Regions from separate parts of the Mus musculus genome. Here all the other regions are linked to region 1. Evidence: chromatin contacts called from public HiChIP or PLAC-seq and capture Hi-C data. All regions are on one chromosome and are shown on one strand. The core of a region is the stretch at or near the end of the contact, and the rest is flanking DNA. Distances in the headings are between cores, read along the strand shown.

Region 1 (4,688 bases), core at 1,525-4,024:
TGTGCCTTTGTGTGAGTGTGAATGTGTGTGTGTGCAGTGCGTACATAGGGGTGTGGCAAAGTAGGGAACAGGGGAAAAAGTGGGGTGAGCCTTCTTTATGGAAGAAGACACAGAGTGCCCCTACTGAACTAGGGTGACTTTGGCTGCTGGCCAGATTAGGTCTGTGGGCCTGGAGTTATACTCTTAGATTTTAGTTTTCTCTATACCCCCAGTTTGGGGCCCAGAAATCTGTTTGCAACGTGACCACACTGGGACTTGGGGATATAACAGGTAAAGAGCAGGTGTAGGGAGCCCAGGGTGAACTGGTTTTGCCTCTGAGTTCTCTCTGACCCTAGGGGTCAGGCAGGGCAAGGTGAAACCAAACCAAATCCTGACGCTGGGTGGTTGGCAAAGCAGGAAGGTGGGGCCATCCAGTGCAGGGGAGGGAGTGACATTCAGAATGGTACTGAGTAGAGAGGCCACACCCTCAGGCTCCCGACTGCAGAACACAGTTACAATACAGGGCAGGTCCATGTACCCTCACAGGCCTGGCCATCTCCAGTGTTCTGATCCTAACTGCTCACTGATCTCTGTAGCAATTTTTCTCACAGCAAAGCTTCTGTTCTGTCAGCAAGACCTGACACCAAACACCAGCTCCCTATACTGTTCTGGGTTCCCCGCTGTCGAATGCCAAGTCTGGACAGTTTATGAAATCTGTCAAATCTTCTATTATGAAATCTCCTTTCCCTTCTGGTCATGGTGGTTAAACTATGCCTTTTCTCTGGAACTCCTTACATCCACTGGAGTTCCCTCCGCTCCTTGTCACTGGAGCAAGGCTACTCTTCCGAAGATGCAAATCTTTCCGCACCACTCTTCAGCTTAAGTCCTTTAGCCTTGCAAGTCAAGCCCCCAAACCCCCAACCACAGCCTTTGAGGCCCTTTGATCAAGCCCCAATAACTTCTAGCTCCCACCTCTTTCTTCCCTTGACCTGCCAGCCCTTGGTCACCTTGGTTCCATTGCTGTCTCTTGACTGTGCCACAGTTTGTTTGTTTGTTTGTTTGTTTGTTTTTTAATACATGCTATTCCTCTGTCTGGAATGTTCTTCTTACCACTTTTGGCTAAGCTCTGTCTTCAATTAGCTCTTGGTGAAAATGTCACTTTCTTCAAGGTAGCTCTTACTGAACCTGCTCCAGACCCAGTATGCAAATATTATAAATATTAATAAATGTAATTAAACAATGACCGAGTCCATAGTAAGGTTCCTTATGAACTTGTTCACTCCATGAAAATGGTAACCATTTCTGTTCAATGGCTGTTGGTGCCCAGCACAGTGTCGTCAATCCGTTTAAGAACCAAGTAAGTGACTAAGAGATAAGAATTAGGCAAGATGGATAAGAGGTGTCTCTTGGAACAGTGGACAGCATGTCCTTTCATCTAAAGATCTAAAAGCACTTGAAAGATCGCGAGCAACAAGGACCAACCGTTGCTTTAACCTAATCACGATGGCCTTGCTGTCACCAGTCCTGCTATCAGGCTTGAGAATAAGGAGTTAGCTTGGCTCCACCTGAGTCTACCAAGAGCTCTGTCTCCCAACCCTCCAGATGGAGACGACTTTGATTCTTGAATAAGAAACACTTGATTTTTGTACTACCTAGTTGTTTGACCTCAGACATTTATAGAACTTCACTGAACCCTTGTTTCCACATCCTGAAATGAGAATAACACCCAGGATGGGTTGAAGGTAAAAATCCAAGATGAGTCTGTACCACACAGCAGTACCGAGAGTTTAGCATAGTCTGGGTTAGAAATATCGACTTCTCCTTAGCAAGCTGGTTCGTGTATTTTATTTCACTCTTTCAAACCCACAACACTGTTTAGGACGGAAATAAAACCGGGGGCTGGAGGATAGAATCAATAAAACGCTGTTCGGGCCCCTCACTCACTCACCCACAGGAGCCCCTGAAGGGGGCAGAGCAGAGTTTTGGATTTGTGTCTCCTTGAACCAAGAGAGTGGTGGGATGGAGAAACTGAGGCCAGGTGAGCCTAGGGACCCACTACTGAAACAAGAAAGGAAACCAGAAAGGCTGATAAAGGAAAAGGAAGAGAAGAGAGAAAGGGGGTGGGGTGGGAGGTAGTGGCTGGAGGCAGAAACAGGAGTCGAAGTTGTCAGGCGGTAGGGGGGCTGCAGAAGGGACATGTTGGAAGGAGGATGCAGCCGGGTCAGGGGGGTAGCGGGAACACCAAGCTCCTGGTGATAGGAACGGGAAATAGGGGGATGGGAGAGGGGGTGTCAGTGACCGGTTACCTGGAGAGAAACTGGGAAAACGGAGGGAAGTGAGGGTGGAGGCTGTCACCTTGCGTTCTCCTAGAGGGCAGGTGATCTGAGCTCTCTAAAGTGGCGGACTGGGGGAGGGGTGTGAGGCAGGGAGCGGGGAGTGCCCCGGGCCGCCTGGTACCTGCGGGTCCGCTCGCAGTTCGCCCACATAGTACTGCTCCAGCCAGCGGCGGGCGTTGTCGGAGTGTCTGTGAGGTGGCCCATCCAGGTCGGCACTGATGTCCTGGCCAGCCCGCGCCAGCAGCAGCTGCTCGCCCCCCGGATGATGCCGCACGAAGCTGGTGAGGTCGTAGAGGCTGGCCCCGCGGCGGACCCAGCAGGCACCGGCCGCCAGGCGCCGCTGGACCTCGGCGGGCGTGAAAGAGGCGGCGGGGGGCGGAGCGGGGGCCATGGCGGGAGAGCGGAGCTCGGATCTCGGAGCCCGGCAGTCTGCTCCGCGGCTGCCCAGCGCGCCTCTAACATCTCGGGAGCCGGGGCAGCCGCAACGGGCCGGCCGCCACCGCACCTGCTCATTTGCATGCCCTGCTCCCATTGGCCACTCGGTGGGACGCGGCTGCTGCCCGGAGCCGCCTCCCCATTGGCCCGCAGGGACCCGAGCCCCGAGAGCAAGACGCTGAGCGCGGCCCGCCAGGTAGCCCTGGGCAGGTAGAGGGCGTGCCCACCAGGTGTGCCCGGCTGCTGGTGGATGCCAGCGCATTGAAGGTGACTGTCAGGACCACCTCCTCGGCGGGCACGCAACTTCTACATCTTCAAGGAACCGCATCTTCAAGGGGGAAACTTACTGTATTCAATTCGGCAGTTTCAAGAGGTGCCAAGGACAAGAGTCACTAGGGCGGAGGTCTGGTCTAGTCCCAGGGGTTGGGGGGTATGAAATATATAAACTCAGCCACAATATATTTAATATTTGGAAATTAATTATATTTAATATTTAATCACATATAATTATATATAATTATTATATAGTATCTATTATATATTTAAATAATTAAATATTATATATTATATAATTAAATATTATATATAGTTATATTTAATGTTTAAAAACTTACGTCGTCCCACCGTGTGAATGCGCATCTAAATGCTGAATATTTATTTCTGAAACGTATATTGTACACATTTTATTACAATTTTAAATAAAAATGAAACAAAAAAATCCCAAAACATATTTCACTGGGTGCATTGGGTGAGTGAACAGACGACTTTAAAAAAGGATTTATTTTACTTTGTGTATGAGTGTGTGTATGCATATGCGCATGCCATCCCTCTGGCGGTCAGAAGAGAGTGTCAATCCTCTGGAACTGGAGATTTGTGGGAAGTTTGTGAGGAGTTGTGTATATGCTGGCAGCCCTGGTCCTCTGAAAGAGCAGCCAGTGCTCTTAACCACCGGGCCAGCCTTCCAGATGTTTTTATAAATTATATTGTATGGAAATAAAAGCCATTATTAGTAAGACAGCTTTGGGAAGCCGCATAGCTGGATTGTGTTTTTATTTAAGCATTTTCTATTGGGTTCATTGTGGACCTTTTGCATTAGTTCTGAGTTGTGGAAGACTAGTGAAGTGTTTATCCTGGGAATTTCTATTTACTTTATTGACTTATGAATTTACTGTATATCTGTCCACCTATCAGCAAATCTGTCACCTCACAATCTTGTAATAAAGACATGGCTGATTCAGTGCCCTCACCCCCAGCCTCCTCCTCTTTTCTCTTGTTAGGGAAGGGCAGTGGCTTTGGAGCCCTTCAGAGGTAGAGGTGAACTGCTGGCCTGCCTGGCAACTGATGGGTGTGTGCACACGTCATCTCTTTTGTGAGATCTTTTATTCTGACTGATCATTGTATTCTTGATTTCTGGATGAGCCACAATCCAGTGAATGGAGAATAAAACTTGTAATATTTCCAAGAAGGAAAAATTATTTATGGTGGGTCTAGAGAGAGAATTGCTAAGACCCTTCACTGCTCTTCCTGAGCACTAGGGTTCAGCTCCCAGCAGGCAGCTCACAATCACCTATAACTAACTCCAGCTCCAAAGAATTGTACCCTCCCTGGTCTGCACAGGAACACACATTCTCTCTCTCTCTCTCTCTCTCTCTCTCTCTCTCTCTCTCTCTCTCTCTTTCTCTCTCTGAGACAGGATCTCACTGTATCTATAGAACTCACTTTATAGACCAGACTAGCCTTAAATTCATATAGATTTGCCTGCCTCTTCCTCCTATGTACCAGGATCAAAGGTGTGCATCACCTCATCTAGGAACACACATAATTAAAAAAAAAACTTTAAAGCATTTGATTTGAGATTCAAAGTTATCTTGAATTTTTTCGTAGGCTCTTAAATTTTGGTGCCTCAATTTTGTCTTACATCATGACGCCTGGGACAGA
Region 2 (4,688 bases), core at 1,451-3,950, 480 kb after region 1:
CTCTGGCAGAACTCTAGATGTCCAAATTACAAAAGTGGATTTAAAAAAAAAAATCAATTCAAAGCTTTTTAGTGTAGAGAAACCACAGAATATTTTAGGGCAATGATCTGCCATGAGTTAGCATAAAGTACAAGTTAACTTTTCCTGTGTGACCAAAGTAGAAAGGGAATCAGGCTCAGGACTCTGAATAGATTCCTAGTAAGAGGGCCTTAGTGTCTCTAACTAGGGGGAAACCTTTAAGTACGCATTATAACCAGAATTCCAAATGAAGATGAGACACTGCGGGGATGGGGCGTGCTCATGATGCACTCTGGTCAACTTGAGGTCAAGGGCTATCTGTTCTGCATTAGCCTAGTGTTTAGCTTGTTGTGATCCTACCCAGGTTTATACCTCCAGTCAGGAGCCCACATCGGCTAGAAGGGTGACCCGATGAAGGAATGAGTCCTGGTAAATGGTACCCTTGTCACAGCCATAGCAGGAATAAAACCCAAATACATCATGCGGATTAGCATTTTCAGGAGAGTCTGGAGAGATGGCTCAGCAGTTGGGAGCGGCTGCTGCTCTTCCAGAGGATCTGAGTTCAGTTCCCAGTGAGCCCTGAGCGCTGACGCATTATGGCTCATGTCTGACTCTTGATTAGCATCTGGACTTCAGTAAGGCTTCTGACCGGCTCCCTTTTCTCAGCTCACAGGCCATCTGCCTTTTTTCCTTCTTGGTAAAACAACTCTTTCTCTCACCAAATAAAAACAGAAACAAAATGAAAAAAAAAAAAAAGAATCACAAAGAAGAAACAGTTCAGAGATAGAGTGGTTGCTGCTCTTTCAGAGGACCTGAGTTCTATTTCCAGCAACCAGGTCAGATAGCCCAGCCACCTGTAACTCCCGGCCTCTGGCCTGGGTGGGCACCTGTACTCACATCCACACACCCAAACACATGCATATATTTAAAATTTTTTTTCTTTTTTCTTTTTTTGAGACAAGGTTTCTCTGTGTAGCTCTGGCTGTCCTGGCACTCACTTTGGAGACCAGGCTGGCCTCGAACTCAGAGATCTGCCTGCCTCTGCCTCCTGAGTGCTGGGATTAAAGGCGAGCGCCACGATGCCCGGCAATTTTTTGTTTTTAAGAAAAAAGCTATTTGGTTGACTAGAGAAAAATTTAAATAAGGCCTATTTAAATAACATCCCTTTATCCGTGTTATGGATTTTAGAAGTGATCTGACTTGGGGGCACCGTGACAGTGACAGGACACACATCCCTGGTTCAGAAGTTTTGAGCTCAAGAATCCTAATGTCTCGTCTTCCGCAGTGCAGGAAGTTAAATTGTGATGTGTACACACATGCACATTGATGTGACCAAGGCTGTAAAACCAGAATAGTCCTGCTTTGCATGAGACATCCATCAACACCAGCCAAATATACAACTGTGGCCCCATAATCTAGCCTACCATCTAGGCCTACCTAACCCCACCTATGATGGTCTCACAAGTGCCTAATGAGCCTCAGCTTTTAAGTAGACATGTGACTTTTACCACCCGAACTAAGCATATGGGTACTTGTTATTCTCTGTTTCGCCTTCTCAGGTTTGGAAATCTCCTTAATAGTTGGGAGAGAAGTAAGAAAATGAGTTAGAACAGACTCACTGAATCCTAGGAAAGAAAGAACCCTTCATCTTTTGGAGAAGGTCGCCAGAATGCTGTGTGTCTGTGTGTTTACTTATTTGTAATCACTTTCAGATTTGTTTGTTTATTTATATATGTATTTATTTGTAATCACTGTCAGGTGGGACACTAGTACTTCTGGAAACAATCTGAACTCCCAGACTCTTTTCTTGTGGGCAGGATCACAAGCTAACATCTTCAGCTGCCACAAAACAAAAAGGCAGCCACCTTGTCAGCTACTACACAGGCAGGTCCCAGGTGTCCACCGAGAGGCGCCTGGCAGTCGCTGCCCAGTAGATGAGACTCACAGGTGTCTGGTCGAAGGTTGCAGTCAGCAATCCCACCCGTCATCCTCTTTTACAACGTCACTGGGTTAGTTTCTCTTTGCGGCAGTGTCCTAATACCCCTACCCCCCCACACCCCACCCCACCCCCGCCTCTGTCGTCTTGCCTTCAAAAACCCAAAGCAATCATGCCCTCCCCTGAGGGCCTTTATTAATAACCTCAGGGGATCATTCTCTTCTCCACAACTTTCTGAATTGTAGCAGTTCTACAATGTAAATGTAACTTTAAAAGCCCTCCTGGCAGAAGGCGGCGAAGCCCGGGTAAGAGCTAAGAGCAATTTAGAAGTTCTGTCTTAAGTTCTTCTAGGTGCGGGTGGGGGAATCCGCAACAGGTCTGAGCAGGCTGGTGGGAAAGTGGGTGTAGGACAGAGTCAGAGGACAGCGTCAGCACACAGGCTCTCAGAGGAAGGATACTAGCAGTCACTAGGACTGGACAGCCGTCGCCCCAAGTGCGATTCCAGGGCTGCCTCGGCCTCGCCCTGGGAGGCAGGCGACAGGTGCGCAGTGCGCAGGCGCGGGGCGGGGCGTACCTGGGAAGGAGCAGAGCGAAGTGGAGTTGGGGCACAGGGTCCCGTTGCCCACCCGCGGCACGAGCTTCAGGCTGAGGATCTGCTGCAGGAGCCCGGCTGAGCCGCCGCCACCGCCGCTCCCCTCGCGCTCCATCCCGCCGCCATCCACCGCCCGCCGCGCCGCGGAGTACCGCACCTCCGCAGCCACGGCGTCACCTTTGGCCGGCCCTCTTCTCCCGCCCACTCCAACGGCGCTGCTAGAGTAATCGTTTCTCCTTCCAATCACAGGGCGCCGCAGATGGAGGGGGCGGGGTAACGGTTGTTCCCGCCCCCTGGCGCTGCGTTCGATTAGAGAAACCCACGGCATGCTGCGCCCCTAGTGGCAAGTTTCTTCTGCTCCATCTGGGTGTGTTGGGCTCTGCCCTCTTTAGTGCCACCTTTAAGTAGGACAAGTCCGGTGAGATTGCTCAGCGGGTAGAGGCGAGGTGTTTGCCTCCAAGCATGAAGGATTTGCCTTCCATCCCTAGGACTCATATGGTGAAAGGTGAGAACCAACTCCCATGGTTGTCTTTTTACCTTCACATACACATAGACTCACATACATTTTAAAATAGTATACAAGGATACATCACCAAAAATAAAAATTAAGTGACCACTAGCCTACTCAAATTTCTCTGTAGGACTGAATATGTATTGACAGAGAACCAGCCTAGCTGCACATCCCTAGATTCCAACCCCAGTTGCTTAGCCTGTCAAAGTCTATAGGTTCGCTGGGCGGTGGTGATACGTGCCTTTAAACTCAGCACTCAAGAGGTAGAGGCAGGCAGCTTTCTGAGTTCGAGGCCAGCCTGCTCTACTGAATAAGCTCCAGGACAGCCAGAGCTACATAGAGAAACTCTGTCAAAACCAAAACCAAAGCAAATACAAGACAAAACAAAAGACTGTAGGTTCAACTTCCGAACAACCAACAAGCAAAAATAAGACTTTTTAAATGGACCAAAACAGAGGCAGGCGGATTTCTGAGTTCGAAGCCAGCCTGGTCTACAAAGTGAGTTCCAGGACAGCCAGGGCTATACAGAGAAACCCTGTCTCGAAAAACCAAAAAGAAAAAAAGGACCAGAAATTCTCTAAGTCACAGAAGTTGAAACTTTTAGGAGCTGTGACCTGAGTTCCATCTCAGGAGCCCACGTGGTAAAAGAGAACCCATAACTGCAAGTTGTCCTTTGACCTGCACAGGTTCCCACACACATATGGCCATGGCTCTCCCTGGTTGTAAACTTGACGACGCCTGGAATGAACTAAAACCGCAATGGCTGGCGAAACCTGTGAGGGATTTAAAGTAGCAATACCTATAATCTGGATCTTTGAGGTGGAAAATCCACCTTTGATCTGAACCACGCCATCTACCGGTTTGAATATGCTTAGCCCATGCGAAGTGTGGCACGTATTAGGAGGTGTGGCCTTGCTAGAGGAAGTGTGCCACTGGGTAGGCAGGCATTGAGGTCTCCTAGTGTTTAAGCTCCACCCCAGTGCGGAGGAGACAGTTTCTCCTGCTGAGATTCTCTCAGCTCCCTCTCCAGCATGCCTGCTGCCCTGCTTCCTGTCATGATGATAATGGACTGAACCTCTGAAACTGTAAGCCAGCCCCAATGAAATGTTTGCCTTTATAAGAGTTGCTTCGGTCATGGTGTCTCCTCACAGTAGTAAAACCCAAACTAAGACACTGGCATTAGAACCTATTTAGAGATTCCAGTGTATACTGAAAGACCAGCGGGGTCATCCAGCCCCATGGACTGAACAACTCCTGGACTCTGGGCCTTCCATTAGTAGACAGCCATTGCTGGATTAGCTGGACCACTTCCTGTAAGCCACTCTATAAATCATATATATACATATATATATATATATGATACATTCAATAAATAATTTAACATATTCATTAATAAATATAAATATTTAAGTTCTCTCCCTCTGCAGAATCCAGACTAATACACATATATAATAAATCAATAACTTTAAAACCTTTTACAGCAACTGTTTTTCAGTATATTTAGACATCTTGTCAGCATTTTAGATTTTGTAGGATTTTTGCTTTTACAGGATAGCATGAACAATGCCAACAGCCCTTTCCCATAAGTGTGCTATATCCATTAATGCCCAGATGTTCACCTCCCTCCCAAA
Region 3 (4,688 bases), core at 1,268-3,767, 370 kb before region 1:
GGCCATTGCTAAAGCACTCCCAGTATCCTACCAGGAACATGGTCTAATGGTAGTACTCATCTTAAAAAGAGAGCCACAGAAATACCTAATAAAAAATGGAAAAAAAAAACAAAAAGAGAGCCACTGCTGGGCATGATGGCGCACGCCTTTAATCCCAGCACTTGGGAGGCAGAGGCAGGCAGATTTCTGAGTTTGACGCTAGCCTGGTCTACAGAGTGAGTTCCAGGACAGCCAGGGCTACACAGAGAAACCCTGTCTCCAAAAACCAAAGAGAGAGCCACTGGGGAAGGACTGAAGGGGATTGCAACCCCATAGGAAGAACAGTATCGACTAACGAGACCACCCAGAGCTCCCAGAGACCAAACCAGACTCCAGATACATATGTAGCAGAGGATGCCTTATCTGACATCAATGGAAGGGGAGCCCCTTGGGCAGGAGTGGGTGCATGGGTGGAGGAACACCCTCATAGAGGCAAAGGAGAGCAGGGAAGACAGAATGGGATGGGAGATTTGTGAAGGGAAATGCAAACGAATAAAATGATTAAGAGAGAGAGAGAGAGAGAGAGAGAGATACAGATAGACAGACAGTGCTACTAAGTACTGAGCCAGGTGTGGTAGCACACACCTTCAGTCCCAGTGCAGGGAGGTACAGGTGTGGGCCATGTAGCTTGGGCTACATGAGACCTTGTGTCTAGAGAAAGGAAGGAAAGGAAAACGAGACTATATTTAACACAAGAAAGAAAGAATCCCTCTGAATGAGATTGAAAGCAAATCTGCTGTTTCCCCTTCCCCTCAGAAAATGGGCTCTAACCTTGGAATGGCCCATCAGTTTGAATGAGACTAAAGGTTATGACATAAACAGTTTTTATGCTGGGCATGGTGGCACACACCTTTAATCCCAGCACTTGGGAGGCAGAGGCAGGCAAATTTCTGAGTTCGAGGCTAGCCTGGTCTACAGAGTGAGTTCCAGGACTGCCAGGGCTACACAGAGAAACCCTGTCTCCAAAAACAAAAATAAATAAATAATTCCCTCAATGCACAAAGCCAAAAATATTATTTCTCTTTAAACTATATACAAAGAGTGGGCGAGATGGCTCAGCGGGTAAGAGCACTGACTGCTCTTCTGTCCAGAGTTCAAATCCCAGTAACCACATGGTGGCTCACAATCACCTGTAATGAGATCTGACACCCTCTTCTGGTGCTTCTAAAGACAGCTACAGCGGTACTTATGTATAATAAAAAATAAATCTTTGGGCCTGAATGAGCGGGGCCAACAATTCCCAACAACCACATGAAGGCTCACAACCATCTGTACAGCCACAGTGTACTTATATACATAAAATAAATCTTTTTTTAAAACCCTATATATAATAAAGGCTTTGAGCCAAAATGGATAGTTAATTCTTTATTGTATTTGATATATATGTGTGTGTGTATGTATATGTGTGTGTGTATATATATATACATATATATATATATACATATATTTTTTTTCCAGCAAGATCACTATGCAGCCCAGGTTGGCCTCTTACTTGAGTCAGCCCTCCTGTCTTAAGTCTCCAAGAGATAGGATGAGGGCTGGTGAGATGGCTCAGTGGGTAAGAGCACCTGACTGCTCTTCCGAAGGTCCAGAGTTCAAATCCCAGCAACCACATGGTGGCTCACAACCATCCGTAACAAGATCTGACTCCCTCTTCTGGTGTGTCTGAAGACAGCTACAGTGTACTTACATATAATAAATAAATAAATATTAAAAAAAAAAGAGATAGGATGAGAGGTGCCACATCACAGTGACAGGTTCAAACCTTTATTTTTTCAAAGTTAAAAAAAAAAAAAAGAACAAGGTCCTAATTCTTGGAAAATTCAAGACATATATAATTCCATATTTAACTCTAATCTTGCTACTATGTATCAGGTTCAGAAAACCAGTTAAGCCAACCAAAAGATTTACTGATAGGCCCCACCAGTCATTCACTACCAATAACCAAGCTAGAGGTAACCAAGTTGGAGGAGTCATACAAATAAATATGAGTAAGACAACCTCCCTGAGCCCAGGAAACTCAAAGCCCAAGCTACAGATTACCATCCGAGTTTGTGAGTGCAATCGAATATCAGCCCTGATTCCAGGAAGACAGGCAGGTGGCTGAGCACTATGGGCAACCAAGCATCCAACTTGAGTTTACACAAGGTGGAAGGGCTTGGGTAATCAAAGCCAGCTCTGGTTTCGGGGCCCATGCCGCCAGGGTCCTCCACCCAGTTCCAAGCAACCTAAGATCTGTCCTTCTAAGGGGCAGATATCCTGACTGGCACTGGCCCCTGGTCCTCCAGCGGTTGGTGACAACTCACAGACTCAGCTGCGGCTTCCTGTTCGTCTACTGCTAGGGCCCAAGAATCCGTAGCCATGGCCCGCGGTGCCGGGGCAGCGCTGGCAGGCTTGCCCGCTTGGGCGGTGCGACCGCGGACTCAGGTGGGTGGCAGAGAAGTCCAGCACCGCCCCGAGGGAAATCATTCACTAAAGCTCAGACCGGAAACGGCGCGCCACGGTGTCGTCAGAGTCAGCGTCAGCTCCGCGCCCCTAAGGTCCGGGGATCCAGCGCCACTACTGTCCTCTTCGGGTTCCCACCCATCACCCTTCGCTGCAGATCGTCCTACAACCCAACTGAGGTAGCCAGCATTAAATGCTCTTGGACCGAAGGCGGAAAGTCACATTTTCAATCAGCATGGTGGCATAGATGGCCCTGGTATAACTATTACAGCCAGAATACATAAGCAAGTGTTTTACCTTTTCAGGATATTTAAAATGCCTCTGTGTAAACGTGCCTTACCAGACTCTTAGCTAAGGTCAAAATAGTATCTGTTCTTTTCAATTTAATAAGATGTCTAAGCATTGACAATCAGTCCCGTGAAACAAACAGGTGCTCAATGATATGCCCCAAATTGAGTTTTGAACACCAAAGGAAGATGCCAAGGAAAATTCTTGGTAGAGTATCAGAGACCAGAAAGAGCAAGCGGTTTGCTCAATCAAATCAATTCAGTTCCTGAAGGAAATGGTAAAAGCAGTTTAATAACAAAATACATGACCTCTGGCGTTATCTATGCTTTCTTCAGATGGCCATCTCTCCTCTCCTATGTAAAGGTTGTGTCGTTGGCATTTTATTTAATTACTTTTGGATGAATACTTTAAAGATTTAGTCATTTAATTTTATGTGTATGAGTGCTTTGCTTGCATGTCTATGTGCACCACATGTGTGCTTGGTACCTAGTCAGAAGAAAGTGTTGGATACCCTGGAAGTGGAGTTACAGATGGTTACAATGTGGCTACCTGGAATGGAACCCAGGTACTATGCAAGAGCAACAAATGCTCTTAATCTCTGCTCCATCTCTCCAGCCTTCACAGCCTTCATTTTGGGAATTTTTTTTCCGAACTTTTTTTTTTTTGGTTTTTTGAGACAGGGTTTCTCTGTATAGCCTTGGCTGTCCTGGAACTCACTTTGTAGACCAGACTGGCCTCGAACTCAGAAATCCACCTGCCTCTGCCTCCCAAGTGCTGGGATTAAAGGTGTGTGCCACCACGCCCTGCCTAATTTTGGAAATTTTAAAAAGGAAATAGCTCTAGTTTTAGAATAGTAAAATAAAGGCAGAAGGAACTACCTGCTTCCCCCTAACCAGGATTAAATAGGTCTTTATCCTGTGTATTCCATAGAAAGAAACTGAGCATCTTCCTGGAACTATAAAAACATTTTACTAATACCCCATGATAATAAATTAACCTCAAGAAATGTTGGATAGGTAAGGGTGGGGTGGAGGCAGGAGCCAGCTAGGAGGCCATGATCATATTTCAAGTTAGAAGAAACCCCAAGGAAAAGCAGCTAAAAAACAATTAAGTTATTTTGTATTTTTCAGGACTATAGAAGATTATAAATAAAATTTCAAATAGATTTTATTGAAGTGAAACATTAAGTTACACAAGATGCAATACAGTAGAATAGGTTCCACTTGATCCACAAAAACAAACCAAACTCACATAGGTGTGTATACAGTATTAAAGTTATCAGAAACTCAACTAACAGGGACTGTTTATGAGGGGTTTATCTAACTCACAGTGACCTGCCTGCCTCAGCCGACAAAATGCTGGGATTGCAAGCATGAACCATCACTACCATCTGCAATTTCATTTTATCCTCGGAAGTTAATTTCCATGTGCTCTTTTGAGTCAGAATCTCATAAATAAATAAATAAATAAATAAATAAATAAATAGCATGGTGGTGAAACCTGTAACCCCAGTGATAGGCTGAAAGCAGGAGAATAAGAGCTGGTGATCAACAGGTCCTTTGTCCTGGATCTGTAGACCAGGCTGGCCTCCAACTCACAGAGATCCACTTGCCTCTGCCTCCTGAGTGCTTAGGGATTAAAAATGTACAGTAAGTATGTACAGTATCAGAATCCCCTCCCCAATTAATTTAAATATGAATACAAGAAGCCTGTGATTGGACAGGGAAAAGGGGGCGGAGTTAAGAGTTTCAGAGACCAAGACCGGGACAGGAAGAGAGGAAGAAGATAGAGGAAGAGAGACGATCAAGATTCCATGTGGCTTTAAATAGCCACAGGTAACTATGAATATCTTATAAGAAATGGATAATTACAGGACAGTTTGTCTTATCTAGGTGGGCAATTTATATCAATATCAA

What was found. HiChIP or PLAC-seq counts read pairs in DNA pulled down with a chosen protein or histone mark. Capture Hi-C pulls out chosen DNA fragments and counts their contacts.
Region 2: a contact with region 1 is called in a capture Hi-C map of macrophages, with 7 times the contacts expected there. The contact joins the promoter of Tmem170 here to the promoter of Fa2h in region 1. A contact is called at or near these places in 2 of 39 promoter capture datasets (the C10 cell line and liver) and 1 of 9 other capture datasets (macrophages).
Region 3: a contact with region 1 is called in a FOXA1 HiChIP or PLAC-seq map of pancreatic cancer cells. The contact joins the promoter of Ddx19b here to the promoter of Fa2h in region 1. A contact is called at or near these places in 2 of 39 promoter capture datasets (both in liver), 1 of 115 datasets of contacts at active chromatin or transcription factors (pancreatic cancer cells) and 2 of 9 other capture datasets (adipose tissue and pancreatic islet).

What each region holds. Positions count from the first base shown.
Region 1 is chr8:111,391,047-111,395,734 of GRCm38.p6, forward strand. Fa2h (fatty acid 2-hydroxylase) reads right to left here and starts at 2,775. Exons shown (of 7, transcript NM_178086.3): 1 at 2,437-2,775. The coding sequence starts at 2,706.
Region 2 is chr8:111,873,975-111,878,662 of GRCm38.p6, forward strand. It overlaps Tmem170 (transmembrane protein 170), which reads right to left and starts at 2,701. Exons shown (of 3, transcript NM_025781.2): 1 at 2,529-2,701. The coding sequence starts at 2,661.
Region 3 is chr8:111,025,253-111,029,940 of GRCm38.p6, forward strand. It overlaps Ddx19b (DEAD box helicase 19b), which reads right to left and starts at 2,518. Exons shown (of 12, transcript NM_172284.5): 1 at 2,346-2,518. The coding sequence starts at 2,402. It also overlaps a transcript of Aars not described here.